Linked DNA regions of Mus musculus: region 1 is linked to region 2. The links are chromatin contacts, called in public Hi-C maps. All regions are on one chromosome and are shown on one strand. The core of a region is the stretch at or near the end of the contact, and the rest is flanking DNA. Distances in the headings are between cores, read along the strand shown.

What was found. Hi-C and Micro-C count contacts between places; a contact is called where the count stands out from the background.
Region 1: a Hi-C map of stem cell-derived neural stem cells shows a contact between it and region 2, with 1.7 times the contacts expected there. The contact joins the promoter of Sox8 here to the promoter of Tekt4 in region 2. A contact is called at or near these places in 6 of 39 promoter capture datasets (3T3-L1-derived adipocytes, cranial neural crest, embryonic stem cells and 3 more), 12 of 484 Hi-C or Micro-C datasets (the HL-1 cell line, the N1E-115 cell line, brain and 8 more), 8 of 115 datasets of contacts at active chromatin or transcription factors (astrocytes, embryonic stem cells, neural progenitor cells and 2 more) and 1 of 9 other capture datasets (adipose tissue).

The regions. Positions count from the first base shown.
Region 1 is chr17:25,568,939-25,576,030 of GRCm38.p6, forward strand. It overlaps Sox8 (SRY (sex determining region Y)-box 8), which reads right to left and starts at 1,748. Exons shown (of 3, transcript NM_011447.3): 1 at 1,172-1,748; 2 at 1-122. The coding sequence starts at 1,584. It overlaps Cerox1 (cytoplasmic endogenous regulator of oxidative phosphorylation 1), which reads left to right and starts at 1,873. Exons shown (of 2, transcript NR_045176.1): 1 at 1,873-2,163; 2 at 5,048-6,105.
Region 2 is chr17:25,467,725-25,474,249 of GRCm38.p6, forward strand. It overlaps Tekt4 (tektin 4), which reads left to right and starts at 3,866. Exons shown (of 6, transcript NM_027951.1): 1 at 3,866-4,531; 2 at 6,012-6,082; 3 at 6,392-6,525. The coding sequence starts at 3,998.

The DNA.
Region 1 (7,092 bases), core at 498-2,997, 99 kb after region 2:
CAGTCTTCACACTCTTCCTTCGCCTTGGCTGGTATTTGTAATCTGGGTGGTCTTTCTTGTGCTGCACACGGAGCCTCTCGGCCTCCTCCACAAACGGCCTCTTCTCGCTTTCACTCAGCAAGCTACAGAAAACACAGTAGAGCGAGGATGCCCACGGAGCTCCAGACTTGCCAAGGACCTAGGCAGCGCCAGCAAACACTGCTGCCTGCAGTCAGACAGTTGGAGCACAGGATAGGGTGCTGGAGAGCTCAGGATACCCTCCAAGGGGTAACCTGCCCTCCTGCTGAGAACTCCGACACCAGTGGGGCAGAGCCCAACAGTGTGGTCTAAGGACCAAGACCCCAATTCTCCATCTTTCCCGAAGTCCCCCTTTCCAGCACTATTTGCTCATCCAGTCACCCACCACTGCTACCACCGCCGCCGCTACCACCACCACCACCAATCTCTCTCAAGAAAGACAACAGGACCCAGTGAAAACTATACTTCGACAAAGGCAAGGAAGGCTTTCTGGAAACCAGCCATCCCAAGTTGCCAGGAGTGATGGAGAAACTCCGGGAGATTGTCCTCAGAGCACACACACACACACCCTGAGAATCTCTCGACCTTGAACCTCAACTTGCCGGCCAAGCTGAGAGGGCAAGACAACCTGGCTGTCCTGCTCAGCCCAGTATCACTACTACACACTGTTTCAAACTCGAATAGAGGCAGCTTGGGAGGTGGGACTGTGCAGCTGTCTTCAATAATGCCTGCCTTTCTCAGGCCAAAGTGCTCATTGAGCCTGTCACTTTCACCTGCTCTTTCCTTCCCCAATTCCAGGTTCCTGTGGCCTGGGAGCAGTACCTGCCAGAGGACTTGGACTCCTCATGGACCCCGGAGTCCCAGCTTCTGCCCAGGACAAAGCAGCTTGATGCCTACCCAATATGCCTACAGGCCGTGGTGGCCACTCGATGCTAGGATCCCCAGTTCTGCAGTTCTCAGCAGGATATCCCAGGAGAGGAGAAAGGACTGGAGGGTCACACTCCAGGCACTGGCCTCCGTCCATCTCCAAAGTCCCACACCTGGTGTCTCTGTTGACCAGACCCACCCTGGAACCAGCCCAGGAGCACAGCCCAAGCTGGGGCACGAAGTCACTCCTTTCCTCAGCCTGAGTGTCAAGAGTCCCCACACTCACCGCCACAGCTTGCCTAGGGTCTTGCTGAGCTCTGCGTTATGGAGATGCGGGTACTGGTCCGCCAGCTTGCGGCGCGCCGCCTGTGCCCACACCATGAAGGCATTCATGGGCCGCTTCACGTGTGGCTTGGCCTTGAGCGTGCCGCCACCGCCGCCGCGCACAGGCATAGGCACCAGACTCCAGTCATAACCCTTAAGCACCTGCGACACGGCATCACGGATGCAGGCTGGGAAGCGTTCGTCTGCTGCCTCAGCAGTATCCCCTCGGCCGCCGCCCCCCGCGCGGCCCAGGCCCTCTGATCCCGCGGGCGACGGTGGCGCGTCGGAGTCCGAATCCTCCACGTGTGACATGGAGCTAGCGGTGCCAGACGGGCTGCAGGGAGGCTGGGCGCGGGCCTCACTCATGTCCAGCATCGGGGCCACGCGCGGAGGGGCACTCAGTGGGGATGGACGCAGGGGTCGCGCCCGGTCACTCTGTGGAAGGACACTCTAGAATCCAAGGTTGCCACGCAGGACCCAATCTTTGTCCTCACCGCAGGGGCCCAGCAGCAGCTCCTCCGCCGCAGTAGCTCAGTCTCAGTTCTGGGACCCGCAACAAGTTTCTTTAAGCCGTGGTCGAAACCCCGCCCCTCCCGGTCCGGGTTGGCAGGTCCTCCCCAGGCGGAGCTTGTATGCCCCGCCCCGAATCCAAAGAAGCCTTGCGACCCCGCTCCACCCTCCGTACCACGTGGGCCAGGCGCCCCGCAGCCTGATCCCTCGGCTGAGGCGGGGTCAGAGGGCTAAGGGTGACTGACTGCCCAGTGCATGGATCTCAGCAGCACGGCTTGACTTTCGGGCGGCAGGCAAGGATGCTAATCCACAAGGTTCCTGAGTCCAACATCCCTCCCTCCAATGTGGGGCTCGAATCCGCTATTGCAACCAAACCCGGGTTCTGCCCGCAGGGTGGCGCAATGACAAGAGCCACCAGGTGACCCTGGTAACTCCCGCACCTAGGTGAGCTGGAGGACCCCGGGGCTAGACAGAGGTGGGAGGGCGGGGGCGCTGGGCGGGGCTGCTCTGGCAGTGACTGCTGAGTCCCTGAGGGCGGTCAGGCGGATGGAGGGGCCGGACGCGGGGGCTCGGGTCCTTCCGGGTATGACCTGTGGTGGGGGCGCGGAGGCCCTGGCGGGCGGGCCTGGGTGGTCTGGCGGAGGCGGAAACCACGCTGGGCCGCTTCTCCTCAGCGCCTAGAGAGAAGGCGGAGAGTGCTCAGGGTCGGAGAGGGGACGTTTCTCCCGAGGCGAGAGCCAAGCCTGACTCCGAACCGCGCCCGAGGTCGCCCCCGCGACTTGCCTCCCAGCCCGGAGGTCTCCAAGTGCAGCTAGGAGTCTCTCGCCAAACTCAAAGGAGGCGATGTACCTGCCACCCTAAGCTTGTCTGGGTGGCATAGAGCTGTGGCTCTCGAGAGCTCGGTAACCCTAAAGGAAGCCACCTGTTTCCCAAGCCCGTGGAGGCGGCTGCAGGGAAGAACTGTGGTCTCTAATAATCTCCATCTCCACCCAAGCCGTGAGTGGTGCCCTAACCTTCAGGTCTGGGATCCCAGCCTCCAATCAGACTTTCCCTGCAGACCTGGAAAAGGCCAGTCCTGTGCAGTGTGGCCTTAGGGCATCTACAGCTCTGGACAGAGGGAGAAGGTCCAAGTCCCTGCTTCCTGCTGAGGGGACGGCTAAGGAAGAGAAACTACCTTAATGGTGACCTTATTCTATTCTAGTTCTCTCTCTCTCTCTCTCTCTCTCTCTCTCTCTCTCTCTCTCTCTCTCTCCTCTCTGTCTCCCTCCCTCTTCCCTCTCTGTCTGTCTCTCTCTCTCTCTCTCACTGTGTGTGTGTGTGTGTGTGTGTGTGTGTGTGTGTGTTGTGTCGATGGAGAGCTAGCTGCCATTGCCTGCTGAACTCTCTCCATATTTTAACCATTACCTGCCAAGAAAGGCCCTTCCCTGCACATCTGCAGTGGCAATCCTTTCCCTTGGGGATCCCTCCACTCAGGGTCCCACCTCTTGGAAAGAAGCTGTCTTAGAGGCATAAAGAACCCTGCTAGCTAGTGCACCATCCATCCCAGCAAAAGAAGGCTTAGCGGCAGAGTTGAGAACGGAGACCAGGCCTACATCCTCTCAGGACCTGACCCCTAAGGTCTCAGGTCCCAACCCTCTGAGCCTCCATGGACCCATGCTGTCAGACCAGCAGGCCTTAACAGAGACCTCCACGTTTCTAAGAAAGCACAAACCTGAGTTTGTATTGGGCATTCCAGGTTCTCTGGGCAGCTCTTCCTGGTCCTCACCCATTGTGGATATACTCACGTCTGATCCCCAGACTGCTCGGACGATGGAAGAAAGGAGGTGGCTCTACCTACAGTTTGTATCTTCCTGTCACTTGGGCTGTTGTGACCCCCTCCCCACCCAGCACCCCCGGACAGGGCCCTGGCGGACCCTGGTGTAGTCAGCCCTTGTTATACAGGTATAGACCACTATGGGTTGTCAGGAGCTCATCCAGCTCCGCTCTGTACAAGCACTGACACGCAAGGGGTGCCCTGAGCTCTTCCAGGCTCTGTGCTCAGAATTGAGCCCAGTACAATCTGTGGGCACACAGTTAGTGCTCCAAGCCCATGCCAGGCTCATTGTTGGATCATCTTAAAAGACCAGTACACCCTCCAGGTCTTTAGACTCCTTTCAAGCCAATTGGTTCACATCCTCAGCCACCAGAGAGACCCTGAGCTGTAGCTGCTAGAAAGAACGTTATTCAGGGTGGGCTCATATCTTCTCTAGGACTGATCAAATACAGCATCATGTCAGGGCCTCCTAGGACCAAATCATCAGGACACTGCTTCATGGTCTCAGACCTGGAGTTCCTAGTATTGAGGGCAGGGAAAGAGCTAGTCCTTTCTCAAGATGCACCCAGTAGGGTAGGAGACTTTTAGAAGGATGTGATGGTTTAGCTGTGATCTGAAGCCTGCTGCTACTATAAAAGGAGAAAACAATAGTCCCTGTAGGCAGCATCATATGCAAAAGGCCCTGAAGTCCCGGACAGCGCAGGGTATTTAATAACACAGGAATCTACAGATCTTTAAAAACGTGAGTGGAAGCTATTGAAACTGCCTCTCTGTTTTACCTTGTGGGACATCGGACCTTGTCCAGGTGTGGACCAGTTCCTCCTTCTCTCTCTTTTTTCTTCCTGCCCCCACCTGCCTCCTTGGCTGCTGCTAGTTTTACCCAGGTCTAAATGACTTTTCCCTACGCCTGGGCTTCCCCATCGTCACGTGGGCTTTGCAGTTCTAGAGTGAAGATATCATTGCCTGAACTCTGTTCAGGTGCCCATTCCTGGACCAGTCTTGGAGCCTGGGAAAAGTAATGGAGTGGGCCTGTGAACCTGAGGTTGGCTTGTGTGCCCTCAGCCTTGGCCTGCTTCTCCCTCTTCCCCTGCATCCAGAGCTGTATGTCAGGCAGTTGGCAGGGCATCCCTGCATAGCCGTGGAGATTTTTAATTGCGGGCCTAAAAGAGACAAATGTGGAGGTGGTGAAGGGTGAACTCAGAGCAGAGCTCCTGTAGACTGCTGCCCTGACCACTGGGTTCCAAGAGGCCATGGGTCCTCCTAGGGATTGGACAGTTGGCGCTTTTAAAGTCTACTTGTCAATCCCAGAAGGCTGGCCTCCCAGTAACATGCTTGGGGCATTGGGCCAAGCACACTGCCTCCCACCCCCGTGGTAATCTGGAGGTCTCAGGGATACTGTTAGAATTGTCTGCAGTGGAAGCTGCAGTTGGGATCAGAGCTAGTCCCTCAATAGAATTGTCATCGATAGGGTGTCGCTATCCACCCCTCACTGCTGCTTCGTGCTCCATCCCTCAGACCTACAGGAGCAGTTTTTCTGCAGCACCACATCTGTAGCCCTGCATGCCGCTGGCTCCAGTGTTGTGTGTGTGGTCATGCTCCATCCAGCCCAGCAGCAACTTTGGTGTTTGACACCCCTCGGGAGGCACCGCTTTGGAAGAGACTGGTAACAGCAGGGTGGGACCGGCTACTTAGCTGTTCTCAGTCTGAAAGGATTCTGGAAAGGGGCTCTATTTAACCCAAGCACTGGAGTCCAACACAGCCTCTGCCGTGTGACAGGTGTGTGCGGAGCCCAAGATGTGTTGGGAACAGCTATCGTTTCTACTGCTTTGTCCCATGCCTCTGGAGCTCCTGGGTTCCTGAACTTCAAGCTGGGCCCCATCCTTCACCCTATCAGGGCCCTGGGTGGAGCTGACTTCCAACAGTATACAGTGGGTCTTGGTACTTCCTCCTTGGCATTCGACAGTTGGTGTTTTTGAAGTCAGAGCCATCCTCAGTAGGCTCCTAGGGGATCGTAAGCGGCTTTCTCTGGGTGGAAACCTACTCCATGCAGCCTTCAGCAAAGGTACCAGCATCTGTCACTGGGATGGGGAAGTCCGGTGATCGTGTCAGCATGGGCTACGGTGGACGGGGAAAGGCTCGTTCTGACACTAGACACCTGGGTCTCTAGCCCTATGCCTGGATTTGTCTGGGGAACTCTGCACCACACTGATCCTGGCTTTCCCCATTACCTGCTCCATGCCAGGATCCTACGGCTGTTGATCCCCTCGGAAGTGAGACATAATGTCCCGGAGCAGATGCTGATGGGGACTCACTGTTGGGCCACCTGATTTCTGTGTTCATCTTCCCAGGCTCCACCTTTCAGATCCCATCCCTGGTGTCTGCAGTTACAACTTTACTAACCAGAACTTTGTTTCCAGCTTACGCTGAAAAGCAAAGGGTGACTTAGAATAAAAATGTAACAAATAGCCCCATAGCCCAAACCTTTTCTGCCATGATTTACTGTACCAGATACCTATAAGTGTCCAGGGCAAATTAAACACATCAATAAATGGCTTTCTTGTGTCTGTCCTGCATTTATTCCCTTGAATGTGGTGAGGGAGGTTTCAGTTAGATCCCCCCAGGCCATATACAGTCGTTTGGAGTTGTATGCTGCATTGGTGGGACAGTTGGTGGCCGACCTAGTGACAGTCTGGCTCTGTGGGCAGAGTCCAATCCATAGGCCTCTGGGCTCTGATCTCTAGGATGGGACTTTCCAAGAATTCTATCAGTTCAGAACACAGCTCACAGCCGTATTCTGCTACAAGGCCCTACCCCAGACATCTTACTTCCATTCGACCTTGAAGTCACAGCTGCTGTTGAGATTCACAAGGCGTTATCTCCCTGGGGTACATGGGGGAACTGAGGGTGTAGCAGAAGAGGACAGTAGTCAGGAGAACAGCCGCTTGTATGTCACAGCTTTGGTCCAACCAGCAAATGGCATGACACCTGCTCACTGCCGCACCTGCTGGGCTCTGATGGGTTTTGGCCGCTGGACAGTCAGGGCAGGGGTGGCGGGGGTCCAGTTCAACTGACCACTCTTCTAGGAAAAAGCAACAGATGTGGATCCTACCCCTCCTTTCATAAGCAGACTTCAAGACATGAAAAATTGGGGTAAATGGAGGCTGCAAGATTATATTCAGCCCAGGCTGGGTTCTTGGGGAGCCAGAAACAGCTGCGACTGCATGTCAGGGACAATAGCCTTGAGACAGTGGGGACTGCTGGGCCAGGGTGCCTGGGGACAGCTGGACGAGGTGCTGACAGGGGGCTCATTCCTCTGTGAAGCCATTCCGCAGCTGCTGGGAGAGCTGCCAGCTAGTGGGCAGTGTGCCCTGTCCCCGTACCCATCTTAGCCACTGTGCTGGAGGTTTCAGACAGCTGGGACACAGGACCCAACTAGGAATGGTGAGCCCCAAGCCTCTGGAGACACCAGCCGGGTCCAGAGCTGGAAGTCCCTCTTGGGATCCCTCTCTGCTTTGCTTTTTTTTTTTTTTTTTTTTTTTTTTAAATAGCTGCTGCGACCA
Region 2 (6,525 bases), core at 2,616-5,115:
CTACACCCATGAGGCTGGGGACACTGTAAGTGTCAGGCTGAGAAACTCTGGGTCCTTGAGGTGGACACAGCTTTCTGGACAACGACACACAGCTAGCCACCTTCAGGCAGGTAGCCTGAGTCACACGTGCCTTTTCTCAGAGTTCCCTGTCTGAGTCTTGCCCCACTCTTGCCCAGGAAGGCAGAGTCCCTTGTGCTCACTGTTTGGGGAGAGGCAAGGGTCAAGTGGGAGTGAGTCATTGGCCCATCAGCTGCCTGGTCCTGCCTTGCCAAGTGGAGAGGCTCATGCCCAGTGCCTACCTCTGAGGCCAGACCACTGGGCTCAGCCCTCTGTCAGCCTGTGTCCACGCCACATCTTCTTGCGTTGTCTTATCTTCTAGGGCCTGATGACGGATGGGAAACAGGGCTTTCACAATGGCCCTGGGAGTCATCAGAGGAGGGGGTCGCCCCTAATATCCTGCACAGCTCTTTCCTATCTTTATCCAAATTGCTCTTCAATGCTTGGACTCCAGGATTCTTCTTCCGGGAAGTCCTTGGCTGGCTCCTCCTTCCTGCTTGTTGCCCGCTGCAGCCTTGGCTCAGGGATGCCTAAGAGCTTTGGATCCTTCTGTAATTAAAGTGTCCCACTGGCCTGGGGAGAGATGTGGCTGTGCCTCCCACTGCTCCTGTCACTGGGTCTGCACCAGCCAGGGTGGCTCCTTGGGTTGTCACTTCACGCAGGATAGGAGGTGGCCAGATGGCAGTCTCTCCTTTGTTGGCCCTGTCCTGTCAGCGTGACCTTGGGCCCGTCTCAGCCTGGGGCCTGCAGGCTGTGCCTGTTCTGGGTAGAGTCTATGAGACTGCATGGCTTCCCTCCCATTTAGAACCTTGCCGATTGGGGCTAGCGCTAGGGAATCTCCTCTGGCCTTGGGGAGCTGCTGGCTAGACTCAAAAGAAAGGGACCCTTTTGCCCATGTCCGTCCCACTTGTGATGTCTAGAGTTTGTAAAAAAAAAAATCTGTGCAGGGGACAGCTGTACTCTTGGTCAGTCCTGATGCCCCTCTGTTTCCCAGGCATCCTGCAGGGCTGTCCAGTGTGGTGGGGTCTGGTTCTTGGGGACACAGGCAGAGTCCATGGAGCTAGCACTTCTAGCCCCATCATGCTGCAGCTGTGATGTGGGAACTTTCACAAGCCCTTCCCCCCCGCCCCGACTCAATTTTCCCACTGTAACTGCAATGTAGGAAGAAGGGCAACATGAGAGAGGACCCCACCCCACTCCATACAGTCCTGTAGTGCACCACCATTCTGCCCACACATCCCATTCAGTCTGTGCTCACTGTGGCTTTACCTGACTGTTTCCCACTTAGCCCCAGCTTTGAGTATAGTTGTGATGGCCTCAGCAGCAATGATTGGTGTTCCTCTCTGAAAGGGTTGGGCGGAGAGAGGCTGGGAGGGACTGCACCCTGTCACCTTCAGAGCACAAATGCCTCTTTCTTTGGACCAAGGGTCAGACTAGAGGCCGTGGATGATAGGGACAAAGGCTCAACACATCCCTGAAGGTGTCTGGCGAGTCTTGGCCCCTCAAGCTGGGGACTAAGGTCAAAGCTCTACCTTGGAGTCTATCTTGACATAGGGGAACCTACATTGAGACCTGGCCTTCCTCATTAGCCTGGGGGTTCCATGGGAGCATCAGCTACCTGCAGTGCCCAGTACTTGAATACTGCAGGTGAAGATCAGGTAGAGTCACTGGGCCCAGGCTAGTTCTCTTCCTTTGCAGTCCCTGGCTCCACATGTCAGGAATGAATCTAAGGAGAAACTGTGGTGTGCTCTGGGTAGCTCTGTACCTACTACCATGTGGGAAAACTGAGGCACAGAGGAGACAGAGGGAGGCCCACACTGGCCCCCAAAGGTTCTTGGCTTCTAGCTCTTGAGGAACAGTGGCAGCTCTTGCTCCATCTGGTTATGAATTCTCAAGGCTTCTGCCCACAAATTACACATGTATAAAGCATCTACTGGTGGGAATGCCAGGGGCTCCTGCCAGAGGATTGACATGGAGTGTGAAGTGAGTGAGGGGCTAACTGCTAGGGAGTCAGCACAGGGTCGGGGCGGGGGGGGGGCGGGGAGGAATGCACAGCCTGGACAGAGGTGTGTGGGTGAAACCAAGCCTGTGCACTGAGCAGAGAGAGCCTGAGGTTCTCGAGGCGGGAAACGGGATAGGACAGTGGGGAGAGGAGAGGCTGAGGGGCTGTGGCAGTAGACCCTGTGCTGGCTAAGGGTGTGGATTTCTTTCAGAGAGGACCTAGTATGTGAGGAGCCTCTGGGGAAGACCAGGTGGGAGGGGAGGGAGGAAGACCACAGAATGGTCAGGAACTAGGAATAGGTGGCTGGCACATTCTGCAGTCAATGTCGCCCTCTCTTGGTCACACTGGCTATCGACTAGGGTTTCTTAATGCCCAGGTTGGATGGCAGGATTTCCTATCTAACTAGTGTCCTGGGAACAACTGCCCAGACAGAAAGTGCCTCCCCTTTTTGAGCAGATCAGGATACGTGACTCCAGATACATTCAGTGGGTGAACCCCCTTCAGAACACTGACCCAAATCCCCAGGAGGCTCTGATCTAAGTCCAGCTATGGGATACAGGAAGAAGAAGAGGGGCTGGCCCTTACACAGTGGCCCTGGGAATAGATGGGGTCAGGGTGGCTGTGGATACTCTCATGGGTTCAGGTCCCAAAGTGAGTCCTGGAGGCTGAGGTAGGGTGGATGTTTGGTCCTCTGGGCCTGCATGCGGGGTTCAGACCACATGCGCAATGGGCCAAGTTGTGGAGTCCTAGGGTGGCTTAGGGTAATGTTGAGGATGAGAGGCACTTCTCAGGCTGAGGAACCTGCTCACATTTCCATGGCCCCCACCTCCCACAGATCACCCAAAGGGGTCGTTAAGTAGGCAGAACCTCCTCCGTCCTCCTCCAGCAGGGCAAAGCCCACACTCAGGACCAGATCATGGAAGAACATCTCAGAAAAGGAGCCAAGGAGCCAGGGAGGAGGGCAGGGGTGTCAGGGACCTTGGAGCCTTCACTACCCCAGCCCTGGACCTCAAGACCCTTCATACCCCAGCCCTGGACCCCAAGGCCCTTCACTACCCCAGCCCTGGACCCCAAGGCCCTTCACTACCCCAGCCCTGGAGCCCAAGGGTCCCAGGGAACAAGTCCTGAGCCTCTGTGGCTCGGATCACAGTGTGGTGAAGAGTTGAGAGTTGGGGATTGCCTGTGTGTGTGTGTGTGTGTCTGTGTGTGTGTGTGTGTGAAAGAGAGAGAGAGAGAGAGCTTGTGCATGCGCACGCACATGGGCATATGAGTATTTGTGTGCATTGGAAACCTTAGGGGACATTTCTCAAGCACCATCCATTTTGGGGTTTTGTCTGTTTTTGTTGTTATTGGGGGTTTTGTTTGAGATGGGGGTCCTGCTATATAGCCCAGACCAAGCTGGAACTCACTACGTAGACCGTGCTATCCTTGAAATCAGAGAGCTCCACTTGTCTCTGCCTCCTGAGTGCTGGCATTAGAAGTATTTGCCACTATGCCTGGCCAACCTTATTTTCAACAAGGTCTTTCACTCGTCAAATACAGTTGGGCTGGTTGGCCTGTGAACACCACAGATTAACCGTTTCTGCCGTCCCAGTGCAGGGATTGCAAGCATATGCCACCACACCCATCCCCCCCTGCCCCCACCTGTGTCCTGGGAAACAAACTCATGTTCTTGCGAGGCAAACATTTTTACCTTTTACCCAGCTATGTTCCCAGACACTGCTTGGCCCTTTAAGAGGGCAGTTCTGCTCCTCCCCCTTGAGTGACCCTGTTGCTCAGCAACAGGAGGCAGTTGGTGTATACAATGTTCCTTAGGCAACCAGGAACCTTGCTTGGGACAGAGTGACCAGTACTGCTCCATTGATCGTGCCTGGACAATTGCCCAGTGACCCTCTCTTCATTCCGCCTCCCTTCCTGCTTAGCCAGGCAGTGGGTACCATGGCCCAAACGGGCGTGCTCCTGACCAAGGAGCCGGCCCCACAGTCAATAGATGTCTGTGAGCTTCCGCGCAAAGAATATGAAGTGGCCTGCAATACTGGCGCCTACACGTCCTCGGGTCTGGCCACCGCTGGCTTCCGCACAGCCAAATACCTGAGGGACGAGTGGTTTCAGAACTCTTATGCCCGCTACCACCAGGCCTTCGCAGACCGGGACTACTCTGAGCGGCAGCGGCATGAGAGCGGGCAGCTGGTAGCCGAGACTGGGGCACTGGCCCAGCGCACACAACTTGACTCCACAAGAAAGGTGGGAGAGCGCCTGGAGGACATGCATTGCTGGAAGTCAGAGCTGCAGCGAGAGATAGACGAGCTGTCTTCCGAGACGGACCTGATGATGGCCCAGAAGCTGCGGCTACAGCGCGCCTTGGATGCCACCTCCGTGCCTTACTCCATTGCTACTGACAACCTGCAGTGCAGAGAACGCCGCCAGCACCCAGACCTTGTCCGGGACTATGTGGAGGTGGAGCTACTGAAGGTGCAACCAGTGGCTCGGGCTCAGCGTGGGAGGCAGGCTCTGGCTCTCATAGAGATAACACAGGGCCTTAGGGTTCACACAGCACTGTGCCTATGCAGGACTCCTGATCCTTCAGATAGCGGAATTTCTACCACATCCAAGTAACTTTCTCTCTTGTGGGATTCCTTCCAGCCCATAAGATTTCAAAGACGTTCAGTCTGACTCTGAGGGGATTTTTGTTGTCGGTGGTGGTGGGCTTTGGGCTTTTTTGTTTGTCTGTTTTCCAAGACAGGATTTCTCAGTGTATCTCTGTCTGTCCTGGAACTCACTCTGTAGACCAAAGCTGGCCTCAAACTAGGAGATTTACCTGCCTCTGCCTCCCAAGTGCTGGGATTAAAGGCGTGCGCCACATTCTTCTGGCTGAGGTTGTTTTGTTTTTGGCTAAGCCAAAGGCTCCCCCGTACCACCATGCATGCCCCTTGCAGTGCTATTGGTGTTCAGGGTAGAAAGCCGGGCCAGCCAGTGTTGCATGTATGGAGGGCTTGTGGATGCCCATGGCATCTGCTCTCTCTCCCCAGAGCCCCAGAACCCCAGAGCCTGAGCTTCAATGTTCTCCTAGTATACACTATAATCCCAGTGTCAGGGAAACTGAGGAAGGAACACGAGCTCCAGGCCAGCCTGGACTACATATGAGACTCTTAAACAAACACCAAAACCCAAACTGAACCGAAAACAAACCCTGCCACGTCCCCCTCCCTTCATCGGGTACCTTTCCCTCAAACCCCAGCGCAGCTTGCTTTGGGGAGTCTTGTGTGATTATGGGGCCACTCAGCCTGGGTGCCACACAACTGGGAATTCCTCAGAGCTGGCGCCTCCTGTGGTAGCCTCAGGCCCATGGGCAAGGATGAATGATGGAGCTGGGGAATAAACCGCCAGGCTGGGGCCCCAGAGAACTCCTGTCCTACCCCTAGGCCTTGCCCACTTCGGCCAGTGGGTGCAGAGATGGGAGAGGGACCGAGGACACTGGACACTGGAGATCATGGCCCAGGTGGGTTTGAGCACAAGATAATCCTGGCACCCAGAAAATGTTGGGGTTAAAGGAAACTTAGAGTTTCCTACCTATTCTTGGTGGGAAGTGGGCAGACAGAGGGCATCTGATGTCCCGTGGGCTTGAGTTCCTCAGAGGCAGTATAGAGCTCGATATAAGGCTGGTATGCTCCTCAGGAAACTGTGGGAGTTTTGGGGATGATCCCAGAGTCTGGACAGCTGTCTTAGGTGACCCAACAGCAAAAAGATACCCTTTAGAGGAGACACTCACTTGCAACATGCTAACACTACCCGGAGTGAACGTCGCACACAAGGGCTGAACCTTTTTCTGGGGGTGGAGGGGGGACAGAGATTAAGGCAAAAAGTCAATGCTGGTGAGGTCCATACCTTGGCTCCTGCTGAGTCCCCGAGTCTCTGAGCAGGGTTGCTCAGAGAGGACCGGTCTCATTTCCAGGAAACCGAGCTGATCAGGAACATCCAGGAACTCCTGAAGAGGACGATAGGACAAGCCGTGGACCAGATACGGTGGGTCACAGCAGCCCCTGAGGGACCCGAGGGCTGGACTCTGTCCCCAAGGCTGGTCTGAGGTGGAGGCAGGACAGGTAGGGACCTGACACTGTGGCTGAGAGGTCAGAAGGCTTCCAAATCTTAGCTAGTGGAATGCAGGCTCTGCTCAGCGAATACAACCATCTCCACTTTTGCTCTGGAACCTGGGCACTGCTGGCCATGGAAGGCTGTCTGAGCACAAACTGGAGCTGAAATGGGGCCTGCTTCCCAGGGCTCCCTGGCACACAGTGAGCCCTAAACCCCGCCCCCCCCCCTCATGCCCTCCAGGCTGAACAGGGAGCATAAGGAGTCGTGTGAGATGAACTGGTCGGACAAAGTGGAAGTCTACAACATTGACGATACCTGCTCCCGCTACACCAATGAGAGCACCCAGGTGCAGTTCTATCCGCATTCCAGCAAGT